Linked DNA regions of Mus musculus: region 2 is linked to region 1. A link is a contact called in public promoter capture Hi-C data. All regions are on one chromosome and are shown on one strand. The core of a region is the stretch at or near the end of the contact, and the rest is flanking DNA. Distances in the headings are between cores, read along the strand shown. Region 1 overlaps Rmdn1 (regulator of microtubule dynamics 1). Region 2 has its middle 42 kb from the start of Slc7a13.

Evidence for each region. Capture Hi-C pulls out chosen DNA fragments and counts their contacts.
Region 2: a contact with region 1 is called in a promoter capture Hi-C map of pancreatic islet. The contact joins two enhancer-like sites. A contact is called at or near these places in 1 of 39 promoter capture datasets (the C10 cell line), 1 of 484 Hi-C or Micro-C datasets (nephron progenitors) and 3 of 9 other capture datasets (adipose tissue, embryonic stem cells and pancreatic islet).

Annotation. Positions count from the first base shown.
Region 1 is chr4:19,603,389-19,609,885 of GRCm38.p6, reverse strand. Rmdn1 (regulator of microtubule dynamics 1) reads right to left here. Exons shown (of 10, transcript NM_025476.6): 9 at 4,350-4,483; 10 at 2,954-3,801. The coding sequence ends at 3,763. Wwp1 (WW domain containing E3 ubiquitin protein ligase 1) reads left to right here. Exons shown (of 25, transcript NM_177327.5): 25 at 1-1,590. Among named protein-coding and RNA genes, the nearest start is that of Gm52724, 12 kb to the right of the region's middle. Within about 2 kb of position 5,220, at least 12 of the 459 cell types and tissues checked have an H3K27ac peak or open chromatin away from gene starts, as enhancers often do.
Region 2 is chr4:19,857,339-19,863,950 of GRCm38.p6, reverse strand. No RefSeq gene overlaps it. Among named protein-coding and RNA genes, the nearest start is that of Slc7a13, 42 kb to the right of the region's middle. Within about 2 kb of position 3,575, at least 11 of the 459 cell types and tissues checked have an H3K27ac peak or open chromatin away from gene starts, as enhancers often do.

The DNA of each region.
Region 1 (6,497 bases), core at 3,971-6,470:
GTAAGACAAAGTTGGAGGTGAGGAGGACCGAGAGACAGGTTAATAATGATGCTTTATTATAGTGACAGTTCCCAACATCACCAGTAAATTGAGCTTAGGGAATGGATCATCGGCTTAAAACAGTTTTACCTGTCAGCTCAGTCACCTACCTGTCTTTGGGAAAGAAGCTACTATTTGTTTTAGAAAATGAAAATGTTATTACCCTTTTCTCCAGCTGACTTCAATTATCCTCCTAGGTCTAGGTGTTCTAAATTAGGTGTTTTATAACCACTCCATCAACAGACCACCTTTGTTGTGTTTGGGGCTCAAAAAGAACCCTAACTAGTAAGCTGCTTCTGAACTGAGAAAGCTCCTGACATATAGGAGGGAGCTGTAACTGCGTTTCCCAGAATCTGAACAGGCTTACTATTGCATGTCCTAAACTGTCACATTAGGAGACTACCGTTTTTGTAGAACCATGTGATGGCCCTGCTATATTACTACTACATGTTCATTTTCTCAAAGGAGGCCTAACATTGCACTGATGGCCATCATGGTTCCTGCACTAGAGTATTCAGAGTAAACTGATGCCAGACAAATGTAGTTTACTGCAGGCTTACTGGATCCTGACATTTAATTAAATATAACATAATCTAGTAAACACTGAAGTAACAAATCAGTTGTTGAAACATGAAATAAATGTTCTTCTGTAACATGTCCAACTTTTCTTAATGTGTTGAACAGAGAAATCAAGTCAACTGGGAATTTGACACCAATCTAAATGTGCTATTTCCTAAATGCTAAAAGTTCGACTCCAAAATTCAACAGAATGCAATTAAAATGGTGGTATTTCTTTTTATTACTAATTCTACATCTTTTTCATGAACACTTAATTCTGTTGGTCCTTGTGATTAACGTAGTATCTTGTTTTCATTATGTTTCTTAAGAAACAAGACAAGTCTTACCAATCCACTTTGTGTTGTAGCATCCATTGCCTGTTGGTAGGCCACACTGTCAAGAAGTGACAGAGAAGTTCAGTGGTGAACGTGAGGGGAAAGAGGGAAACCAAATAACCAAAAAGACCCCCAGCTTTCTCCTAGTGTGCTCAGAAACCTGGGCCCTTCATCCACTACACTACCAGTAAACAAACCCTAATTCAGGTTTCACACATCCTCAAAGACAGCAGACACACTTAAGGAAAGGAAATCACCCATTGCCTGTGTCTATAGTATGTTGGCCTCCTTTTTCCTCTCAAATAATCAGCCTTCTACTTTGATGTCTTTTTAAAAAAAATATGGACCCACATGCAGTATCCATCTGATCCTATAATGGCTTAACAAGATCATCTTCAATTCTATCCTTTGACTGCAAATGAGGTAATTTCACTTTTTATGACTGAATAAAACTGGTTTGTAAATATATACATTTTGTTTGTCCACTTGGTCGATGTCTATACTGATTCCATAGCTTGTTTGTAAACAATGCCACAATAAATATCAATGTAAATGCCTTTATTTTTAATAGCCACAAATTTAAAAATATTAAATACCTTCAACAGATGGATAAAGTGGTATATTCATGTAATAAAATATTAACACTAAAAGGAAAAAACTATTGCTTGAACTTAGTTATTAGAGGTCTGGCTAAGTGAAAAGGCACAATCTCAAAAGATCATATTCTATAAGATTACATTTGCCTAAAAGGCTTAAAATGGCAAATATATACTAGATTAGTTGTAGCGTGTGTCTGGAATTTGAGAGAACTGAAGGTGGCTAGATATGACTATAAAGAGCACTAGGTCTCTGAAACGAAACAAATTCCTATCTTGCCTGTGGTGGTAGTTATAAAAATCTATAAAATAATGCTATTAAGAGCTAGATATGAAGTGAGGACATCTAAAAGTCTATAGATCGTACCAGTGTGTTACTTAATTCGGTACTATACCTTAGTTTCATGCACCCAAGGGCAAAGAGAAAGATGGTTATTTAGAACCCACTTGTACTACATTATCTAATTTATTGTGTCTTAATTTTTTTAAAATAAAGTTCTATAAAGAATCAAAAGATAGATTCCCATCCATAAAAGTCTATATTACTGGAAAAATACCTCATTTCACAAAAATAACTTCAGAGAAATAACTTTTTTGTGAGTGCTAAGTAATTCCAGAACTTTGTGCTAGTAAAAAAAAATTGTACTAGAAAAGGCATTCTAACAAATAGATCCACAGGAGCAACTGGCATATTCATCTGGTAAATCCTTACTTAAGAAATGCAAGGACCTGTATCTTAATGCTAGCATAACAATACTAATATGAATTTAATGAACTGGATATGAAAAGTAGCTCAAGTTCATAACTGGACAATGAAGATATGAAGTGGCTGTTGACAATAGTCAGGAGGGGGAAATGAAGGAAAAACAAAACAAAATGAAGGCAGTTGTCACACTGTTAAGTAATCAACCCACCTAAAGCAAAACAAAGTGTATCAGATGGAAAGGAACTTAGCAAAGGATGCAGTAGTTAATTTCAAAGTCATGAATATAAAAGCCAAAGAAGACTGAATATAAGTAACTGGAGTCCCAGAAGAAAAGATGGAACATGATTCTCAGAGGTTGATCTGGACTGAAGGACAGTTGATAGTAACAATTGCATTGGCCTCTCAAAAGAGTCTTGTAAGAGTTGGGAGAGATTTTCTGTATTTAAACCAACTGTACTGCAAATCAAATTCTGATCTCCAAAAGCAGAACTTTAGGACAGTTAAGGATATCTGAGTATGTCTTGTTTGGAGGTGATGTAATAGGTGTGATAATATAATTGTATTTGCTTTGGAAGATGCACTTATTTTCAAAAGCAGCTGAGTTTCTTAAGGATATGATAAAACCTGCAGTTTCAGGGGTTTAAAGATACATTATATGTGAATAGATATACACATATAAAAATGGCATAACAAAATATTAATACCTTAAATCCAAGTATGGGACGTACTTCCATGTTTATGTGTTAAAGTTTACATGGTAAAACAGGAACAACACACACCTACACATTTTGCTGTAATTTATATAACATTACAATTCTCATGACTTTTGGGGGGGGAAATACCCATACACAGTCCCATATTCATTCAGCTCTAGTTGTTGTAAAAATTAAGTTTATAGTGGTGGCATATGAGACTCAAGGTTTAGTACTCTGCCTGGTAAATGTCTATTTCCTTTAACCCTGAAATGTGTCCCTCCACTCTAAATAGGATTACAATTTGTCAAGTAACAAATTCAACCCATCTATGGAGGTATACCACATTTTTAAAAGGGTGTTCACAGAATTTTTCCTTATTCAGGTTGCCTCTAAGACACATATCACTCCAGGTCTTTATGCAAGGAGCCCTCAGCATCATAAAGGCCTGGCTCCTCTCAGTCAGCAACTCCATCCGATGGCGGCGTGAGAAACGCTCCCCCGTGTGCCGCCTGCTCACAAAGCCTTTTGAAAACGGTTCATCCTGAAGTGATCAATACTTACATATCCCATACCATTTTTATCTCTTGGTGTTCCAAATGTCTGTCTGAACCAGGGGGATGTATTGCTGCCACTCTTAGGGTACACTGTGGCAGTTTCTTATTTACTTGTGAAGAAACCAGAATTTTTTACATTTATTTTTTAAAATGGTCACACATAAAAGAACTGAGAAAAAAAGCCATACAGTCGTGATGGTTAATGTATAATGTTTATAAATCAGTGAAAACAAAGTATTAGGTATGTTGTTGCCTTCTCCAAAATGTTCTCACTTCTTGTCACAAACCTGTAAGCAACTGAGCAGCTTCTGTCTGTATCTAAAGTGAAAAACACATGTTACATATACATGGTGCAGCCTAATTTATAAAGCTTAAGTTTATAGACTAGTTTCTGAGCGTTTCAGGATAACAAAGATAGGGCATGGTAAGAATAAGGTCTCCTGATAGCGATGACTAGATGAGCTTGATTCTAAGAGAACTCTAGTTCATTTCCTTAACCCTCCACACCCTGTCCCCAATCTTACTCCCCTGCAGTGTCAGAAATTGAACCAGGTCCTTGTGCATGTTCGTAAGCACCTATCACCAAGCTGCGTTTTATGTTTTAGAAACAACCTCTGATGAGATATACACTGTAAATGTACATCAGTTCTACACTGCAGCAAGCAGCTTCCAGCTGGCATTTGATGATAGTCACTAAGGAGCACTCATGGTAAAGTGTAAAGGTGAATATAGAAATGAGCACTTGGATGAGCTTTCCACAACACTATGCATTTAAACAGTTTCTCTTTTAAGGATGTTCTCAGTTCATTCATTTACTAATGCCTGAAAGAAAGCCTATCTGCCTTACTTTATTATAGATATTTTACCTGTTTATCTTCTTCTGTGTGTGCTGGATAACCCTTGGCTTTTACCAACCAGAACGCAGCAAGCTTTTTGTTGTTTAGCTTCAAGTATGTCTTTCCTAAAAGCAGCAAGTTTTTGCTGTAGAAGTTTGGATCCACTGTACATAAAAAGGGCAAACAAAATCAGCTCCAGAGAAATAAGTGTCTTTATTTTTATAGTTTTAATATTTTGGTCTGAATTCTAATAAAAATTGTGTGATTAAACATTGATTAGGCTAATATAGTTCTTTTTTTGTTCAAATGTTTTTATCTCAAAAAAATCCCTAAAGTAATTGTGATGTATTGAATGTACATATGGACTGTGCACATCATTATACCAAGATCTCACTTTAAAGTATCTTCATGCTGATAGAACATGGGCTATATAAGAACTATTTTCTTTTTAAACCACCCATCATTATTACATTCCAATTGCCTAGAACAGTGTAGGGAAAATAACATCTGTTCATTGAGTTAGTGCATGAATGAAATCATGGTTAACATGATTTATCTTCATTTGCTAAATGTCTCCTATACTTAGGCACAGAGGAAAACATGAACACAACTAAATGGTTTACCAAGTATAAACTTAACATTGCTATAAGAAGCCACATAAGAAAACAACGAAGTAAGAGTTACGAATCTTGGAGGATGAACGGGAGTTTGAACAGGAAAAGCTGAGAATATTCTTGGTTGAAAGAAAAGTGCAAACAAAGCCCAGGAAATTGAGAGTAGACAGTGTTATTAGAAGCTGGGAAGAGGAGGAAGAGACAAAGGCCGGATAAGGGAACCACAGAATCCAGCACAGTAGGGAACTAGGACAGCTTACTCAACACTTGTATGTAGACTTCAGCCTTTCCCAAGACAGAGATGAATGCCTGAGTCAGAGCTGACTGCTTCGATTTGGTTTACATCTTGTATGAATATACTGGAGTGCCAGTGCTCCAAAAATATGTACAATTATATGTTAAATAATTTGAAGAAACATGAATAAAGTTCAAAATAATCCTAATTTTTTCTTGAGACAGAATTCTGTAGTGTACTCCAAATGAGCCAGGAACTTACTAAACTCAATGGCATAGTGTCTCGGCCTCCTGAGTGCTGATAACCACAAACACACACCATCACACTCAGCTCTCATTCCCCTGACTCTTCACATAGTTTCCTCCTGGTAATCTTGGTCTTTCTGTATGCCAAGCATGCTTTCTGAGGCTAGGAATGGCACTTAGTAATAGAACACATGCCTGGCACATGAGTTTAAAAAAGAATAAAGCCTACTTTTTCCTGGATACAATTTTTGCTTAAAACTCAAAGTCCTTTAATTTCGTTAAGCATTTTATGGTTAAGTACACTGATTTAAGTATCCACTTCTTCATCTAGGAAGTCGTCCAAGTACTGTATGTAAGCAATACAAATATAATCACGAGCCAAAAGGGGGAAAACGTCCCACCTTATCCACATGTACAGGTTCACACACACACACACACACACACACACACACACGAGAATAAGGAGGCTGCTAGGGGAGGTGTGGATGACAGGCTATGGGAGGGGCTTTGGACTAGAACTAGGGCAATCTTTAACTTAGGAAAAGTGACTGCTCATAAATAAATCAGATGTGAGTGAACCACCAAGGACATGACTCTAGGAGCAAAGGAACAACCCCAGTGTTAGCAGCTTTACTCGGGACTGCCAACCCTTAAATGTCCTAAGGTCCAATTTTACTTCTGAATTACAGTTTTAAACCCCCTTGAGATGACTTCATATCATGATATATAAATTAGTTTGATCAGGGAAAATATCAATAAAAGGAAACAGTGAACAAAACTTTATGAGTTACATATTTAACATTAAACCATAGTTCTTTAAAGTTATCACTAAATTGTTTAAGTTTATGTATATAGGACCTCAGATTAATAAAGAATGTGTCTTAGATTTCTGTTATAAGAAATTGTGCATGTGTCACATGCCTATAATTCCAGTGTTTGGATGCTGAGGCAGGAGGATCAATACTTTGGGGCCAGCTTGAGCTATATATTGACAACTATTAAAAAAAGATTTTAAAAACTCAAAGGTATTTGGAGTGGCTTTTATGGTACAAGTAGTCAAAGACATGTCTCTTATTATGTTTCT
Region 2 (6,612 bases), core at 2,326-4,825, 260 kb before region 1:
CTTATTTAATATTTTCTCTACCAGTCATTCCATTTACTGGAATGGGTCAGCATTTTGCTGACTGTGTGGCTTACCTGACAGGTTAGGGAACATTTCTCCCTCCAGAGACTCTTTCTCAGGATGTGCACTGGTAGGTTGAGCCTCTGGAGTCTCTACTGCCTCTCTGGTGAAATCAGAATTTTAGGGCTCCTTTAGATGGGTTTTGTCATCTCCTGAGTGAATCCCTCCTATCTTTGCACTGAAAGAAAACAAGCCTCATCTTTTTAGCCATTTATTCTGTTTGACCTCCAGGACTCGGCCCTTGAGCACCCAAAAGGACAGTTTCACCAGACAGCACAAGGAGTGAAGGTTTATTTTAACCTTCACATAGCATTCAGAGAAAGGTTAGACAAAAATAAACAGATTTTTAAAAATTAACATGAAATTAGATGTCGAGTGTTTTGACTCTTCCATATATAAATATTAATACCTTATTAATATAGAATTGATTTGTAAGTCATAGCTTCAAAAGATCATTAACTCTGAAAAATAAGACATCCCATTAGGTGAACCTGAAGTACAAGAGGAAATTATTTTCTCATGTCATAGCCAGACCCAGGCTTCAAAATATCAAGATTCATCACCTTGCCTTTCCCATGAAGTATCAGGAAGCTAAGCATCAGCCCAGCACACAGTCTTCCTAGGACTCCTTCCAGTGAATGAGTTCCTTTTGTCCCATAGCAACAAAAATGGGAGTTTGCTGGGGATGGGGCTGCCAAAGCTATCTCAGATCAATTATATCATTTATTATTCCACTAATATTTAAGAAATCAGGATAAATTATTTAAAATATGTTCTTTTTTAAAAAAAAATAACAGAGTCAAATTTTATTCCAGGGCCCGCACACATTCAGACTAATCAAAGTGGCGCTGTAATTTCTTACAATACATCAATAATAGCTTTTGAAGTCTAGAGAATTAACTAAGCCCTAAACCACACACCACATAATTCCAAAGTAACAACTATTTAACAAAGTGTGAGATGACATTAGCCATGAACGTTGATATACTTAATGAGGACATAATTAACAAGCTATTCTCACTAAAAAGAAAACTAAAACCACAGATCTATTTTGTACTATCCATGTTTGTTTTAACTTTCCTTCATAAACCCATTGATAATTAAGGCTTCCTTTAAATATGGGATTTTCAACATCAAAAATTCTATTTTGAAGGTTAGGGATGTTGCTCAGTCATAGATCTCATTCACAGGGCTGAGTGAGTCCCATCCCTCCCCACCTCCTTACTTGCACACACATGCAGAAACCAACTCTGTGTGTGTCTGTGTGTTGTTAAATTACCTTTCTATTTTAATATGCATGCTCCCACTAGGCAGTGCCCCTGCCCCAGCAAACCCGCTGCCATTCAACAAATGATGATTCAATGCCCTGATGAGCCCAAAGCAATCAGTCATTCAATTTCAACCTTCTGCCAACATAAACAACTCAAGCTACCAAGTTAGAGGGAAACCAGGAGATATAAAGATATGCAACTAAAACTTTTTCCGTTTCTGAAGCAACAAGGACTTTTAAACTATATTTACGTACCTGGTCATAGAGAACTATATTTACTTTGAAAACATAGGACCACACTTTAAAAAAAGGCAGGGCAGGGATGGATGTGTTCATTTAATTCCAAGCAAGTCTGTAAATGCAGTTTGTTTTGTTTTTCTTAAAAATACAATGCATATTTGCACCTGACCACCATTTAGGTTTGAGCAAGAACGGCAGGTTCCTCATGACGCTGACCTCAGAGAACCGCCAGCTTCGTGTCTGTACCGGAGCCCAATCCAGCCTGGGATTCTGCGGGAGCTGGGCTGGTGGAGCAGGACACCCAGGACACCCGCCACTCCCAGTGCCTGCCCGCAGCTAAAATATGTTCTTAACTTTTGCTTATAAATTATAAGAATGGCAAGAATTCTGCCAACTTTAATTATTCACTTGACAAATGTTTGTACATTTGCTGAGTACCAGGTTGTATGCCAAGTGTAACAGAGGACACTCTCACTGTTCAACCATATCTTTTGTGAGGCTAGTTACCAAATAACTGGTTTATTGAGATGTTAAGTTGTAAATGGTAATAGTTATGACATGAATCTCTTTCACTCAACATATGTTTTAATTATGGTTTCTATTGATGAGATAAACACCATGACCAAAGCAAATTTGGGAAGGAAAAGGTTTATTTTATAACACCCATCATTGATGAAAGTCATAGAAGAAGTTCAAGCAAGACAGGAACCTGAAGACAGGAGCAGAATTAGAAGCCATGGATGAGTGCTGCCTGCTGGCTCTATCCCCACTGCCTTCTCAGCCTGTCTTCTTTTAGCGCCCAGGAATACCTGCTCATGGGTGGTGCTGTCTGCAGTGGGCTGCATTCTTCCACAGCAAAACATGAATTAAGAATATGTCCCAAAGGCTTGTCCATGGGCCAATATGATGAAGACATTTTCTCAATTAAGATTTCCTCTTCCCAGATGACTGTAGCTTGTATCAAATTGATGAACAATAACAGCAAATCCACGAGACTCTCCGTTCTACTACAAAAAAATATTTTAGTTTTTTAAAATTATTTTTCTGTGTTTTTATTTTTTGTGTTTGGATAACTTGCCCACATGTATGGCTGTGCACTATGTGAGTATGGTGGCTTCAGAGGCTAGAAGAGAGTATGAGGTCACCTGGAACTGGATTTATAAATGGTAGTGAGCTACTGTGTGGGTGGGTTCTGGGGATCGAACCCAGAACCTCTACAAGAGCAGTCACTGCTAAAGCCATCTTTTCAGACTCCAAAAGTATTTATTTAATTTACTACCTAAATCCAATCCTTTATCATCTTTTGCCTAAATCCGGGCCACAGAATTCTAACCAGCATCTACTCTTTTTCTTTCCAACACATTGTCCCTCAACAACTGAGTGAACTTTTAAAAACCAACATTCTGTCAGTTCCTTATTTAAAATTCTTCGGTGGCTCTCCATTTTCTTGAACATCAAATCAGATTTTTATCATGATGAACAAGGCTGGCAATAGTCAGCTCTTTTCCTGCCGTTTTGTATTCTTTTCCAGTTGGCTTCCCCATTGTCCACAACTTCACTCTTACTGGGATTGCCAACCCCTGAGGTCTGACACTCATTTTGAGACCACCATATGTGTTCTATATCATTTTTCTCCCAACTTTAAAGGTTTTGTTGTAGATGATGTTTGTTTGCTTGTTTGTTTTGTGAAGGAGTACTCTCTTGTGTGTGTGTGTGTGTGTGTGTGTGTGTGTGTGTGTGTGTGTGTGTGCATGTACCTGTGCATGGGTGGACATGTAAGTTTGCCATGGGAAGTATGTGGAGGTCAGAGGGAGAATTGTTTCTCTACTTTGAGCTTTACACAGACTTTAGTAATCAAGTACCTAACCCTGCTGAAACCTCTCCCCCATCCCCCCCCCCTTGGGTTTTAGTGTTTTGGCATTACCATGCTACCCAACTCTAGTGGATTCCATTCATATCTTTGGAATTCCATTACACAACAGCACTGCACAATGTCCACTCAAAAAGTTCCCTAATCTTAAGGAAGTACTTCGTGTTTGCCTTTCTCGGAGCACTGTGTCTTTGCCTAATAGCTACAGGCACAGCTCATAACAATTATTTTTTGTTTTATAATGTTGGTCTTGCTCATCTAACCACGTTCTTTGAGAAAAGAGAATTTAGCTTCTAGATGACTGCTCAATAATTCAGTGTTTGGCCCACAGCCTGGTATCTGGTAGTATTTAATATATATTTTTAATGAACAATGAACAGATTATTTCCACTATAAAGTTTAATTTAAATCATGGAAGAAAGGGTAAAAGTATAGCTAGGCAAGGGACCTCTACATTTCTATTGGCATACAGACATCCTGCTGCCCACATGTAGGAAAGACAAAGGAATTGAAACCCAAAGACCATCAATACCTAGACAGTAATACATCCTCAGGACCCCAGGATGGTTTGCCCCCAAACCTTGCTGTTTTCTTTACTGATGAATAACTGAGTGTTACTGAAGTGCTCAAAACAAAATGAGCATTCATCATGTGCTTGTTGAATGAACAAATCCCATCTGGGTCAATAACTTTGTCAGGACCACTGACTACTTCACCAAAGGAGGCAAACTGGGACTCAAGATCTGCCTTAAGCACTGTATTGACTGAGTGTAGAGATTGGGGCGGTGGGGGTGGTTGGGGTGGGAACCCAGACAACTCTGCCTCTGCAGTGATATCTGGCATCACCCTGGCTGTCAGGATTCAATGGAAATACATGTTAGCTAGAAACTGGTCAACTACACAAAGCCATATTCCAGTGATCTACAAACTCATGGATCTGCAGAAAACAACAGGTAAATTCATTAAGATTGCTTCATGATGCCTCACCCACCTGCCAGAGCCAATCCAAAACTGACAAGGACTCTCAATCCACTTTGCTTCCTTGTTCAAACTCTCAACATCTACCGTAAAAGTCACAGGACTCTCAAATGTATAAATGACTGGTTAAGTTTCCCATTGATTGAGTTCATTAAAAGAAGAGGAAGGGAAGAGTGAATTATCATGAGAGATTTATGTTGCCTGCACGGTTGTTTATTTAACTAATTATATGAGATCTCTTTCAAAGTGTTCAAGTCAGCCGATTGGAGTAGATGCTTTCAGTGTAACAATCAATGGATATATTAAGGAGCAAAAAACAGATGATAAGGAATGAATTAGGATAGAAATTATTTCAAACCTTTGCAAACAGCATCTATGGTTAATTCCAAAGCCCTTGGACTTGCTTAGTCCAATGTTTCTGACCCACTCAAAGTCACTGACCTTTCCTCCCATTAGGAACTGATGTACAGACAGGATGTTATGGAGTGAGAGGAGTGTGGATCAAGATTTCCATAAGTAAGTGTTCAGGGAGTCTCGTGTTTACTGTGTGCTGCCAATCTCTCTTAATTATTAGGTAGCATTTAATCCTTTTTGTTCTTTGGTTTGTTGAGTGAACAAATCCCATCTGGGCAATAACTTTGTCAGCACTGCAACTGACCACTGCTCCAAAGGAGGTAAAAGTGAGACCCGAGATCTGCCTTAAGCACAGTAGTCACTGCGCATGGTGACTGGGGGAGAGGGGGGGAAAGAGCCAGGTTGCTCAGCATTCAACAGAAAGATGTATCAGCTAGAAACAAACCAATGAACGGTTTTCATCACTTAAATATGGAATTCTTGGGTAAGAAAGAAGAGAGGGAGGTAAAGAGGAAGAGAGGTAGGGAAGGGAAGAGAAGAGAGAGACATTTCCATGTGGACTCATCTTAACCTCATTTAGGCAGAGGTTAAGATCAAGAAACAATGTTCCAGAATAAGCTAAAAGCCACATTAATGCAGCGCTGTGAACTCTGTAGCAGCAGCTTTATTTCAGGGTGAGGAGTGTTTGAGCCACACACACTATTTTCTCAGTTGCATGCTCTGCTCAAGCATTGAATAGTAAACCAGATCCACACGCCTCTTTGCAAACCAAGAGCTTCAAGGAAGCACTTTCCTAATGAACCAGTTGAATGGCTCTAATTCTGTGGTATACATAAACAGAAAGGCCTGTGAAACAGAGTCTAAGTAATAAGAGATGAGAGCATTTTGGATGTGTCCTTACCACAAGTAAGTGTGTGGTTTAGCGTGAATTTTAGGTGTGAATTAGAAACTCAATTAATTCATTTATTGCCTCTTTTCAACCATCTCTATTCATGTACTCTCTAGAATCTACTTAATAGCCATAGAGAAATATTCCAGTAGGGATACTTTAAAAAAATCTTGTTTTCTTTGCTATATAAAATAACAGAGGTTTGAAGAGCAAGGTGCTAATTTCTTCAGAGATCAGAACCTTTCTCCATAGTCTACTTTGGGTACCGGGAAGTTGTCTCATCTCATAGCAGCCTCTCTCTTCTAAGCCTCTTATTGATCTATCTTCCAGATAGATTCCCCTCACTTGGCTAGGCAGGGCCTAGCTGATGAAGTCCTTACAAATAAATACTTCAACTCTTGTTGGCTATGAAGCAAATAAATGCAATCAAACTCTAACAAAGTAACTGGTTAGCACAGAAAGGAAAGCTAGCTTGTGAATCAAAGGAATTTGGATGTATTGTTTCTGATTTCTACAGCCATTAGACCTAAGTCAAGTTATTGAATTTTTTGGATTTACGTTCATCATCTGTGGAAGTGACCTAAGTATGTAGAGCTTTGAGATATCTATCCAATCTAAATTAAATAATATGTTTAAGATTAACACACAGCCTGACATAAAGTAGGTGCTCAAAAAAGGGCTATTTGTACCCACTTGGGCCAACCTTACATTACAATGACTTGGGTATGTGACAATCCCACTCACTCAGATGACCACATCAAGAAAGGGAGCACGGCCTCCTTTCTGGTCTGTGTGTCCATTAGTTCACAGCATGGCATTGCTCAAAGAATTATACCTGTCTGTTAAGAAAAATGGTAACTTTGATATTGATAGTGCAAGTAGACACATAGATGTGTAGGACTGGTTGGTTGATTGACTTAGACTAAAATTATTTCCAGTTATTCCACACTT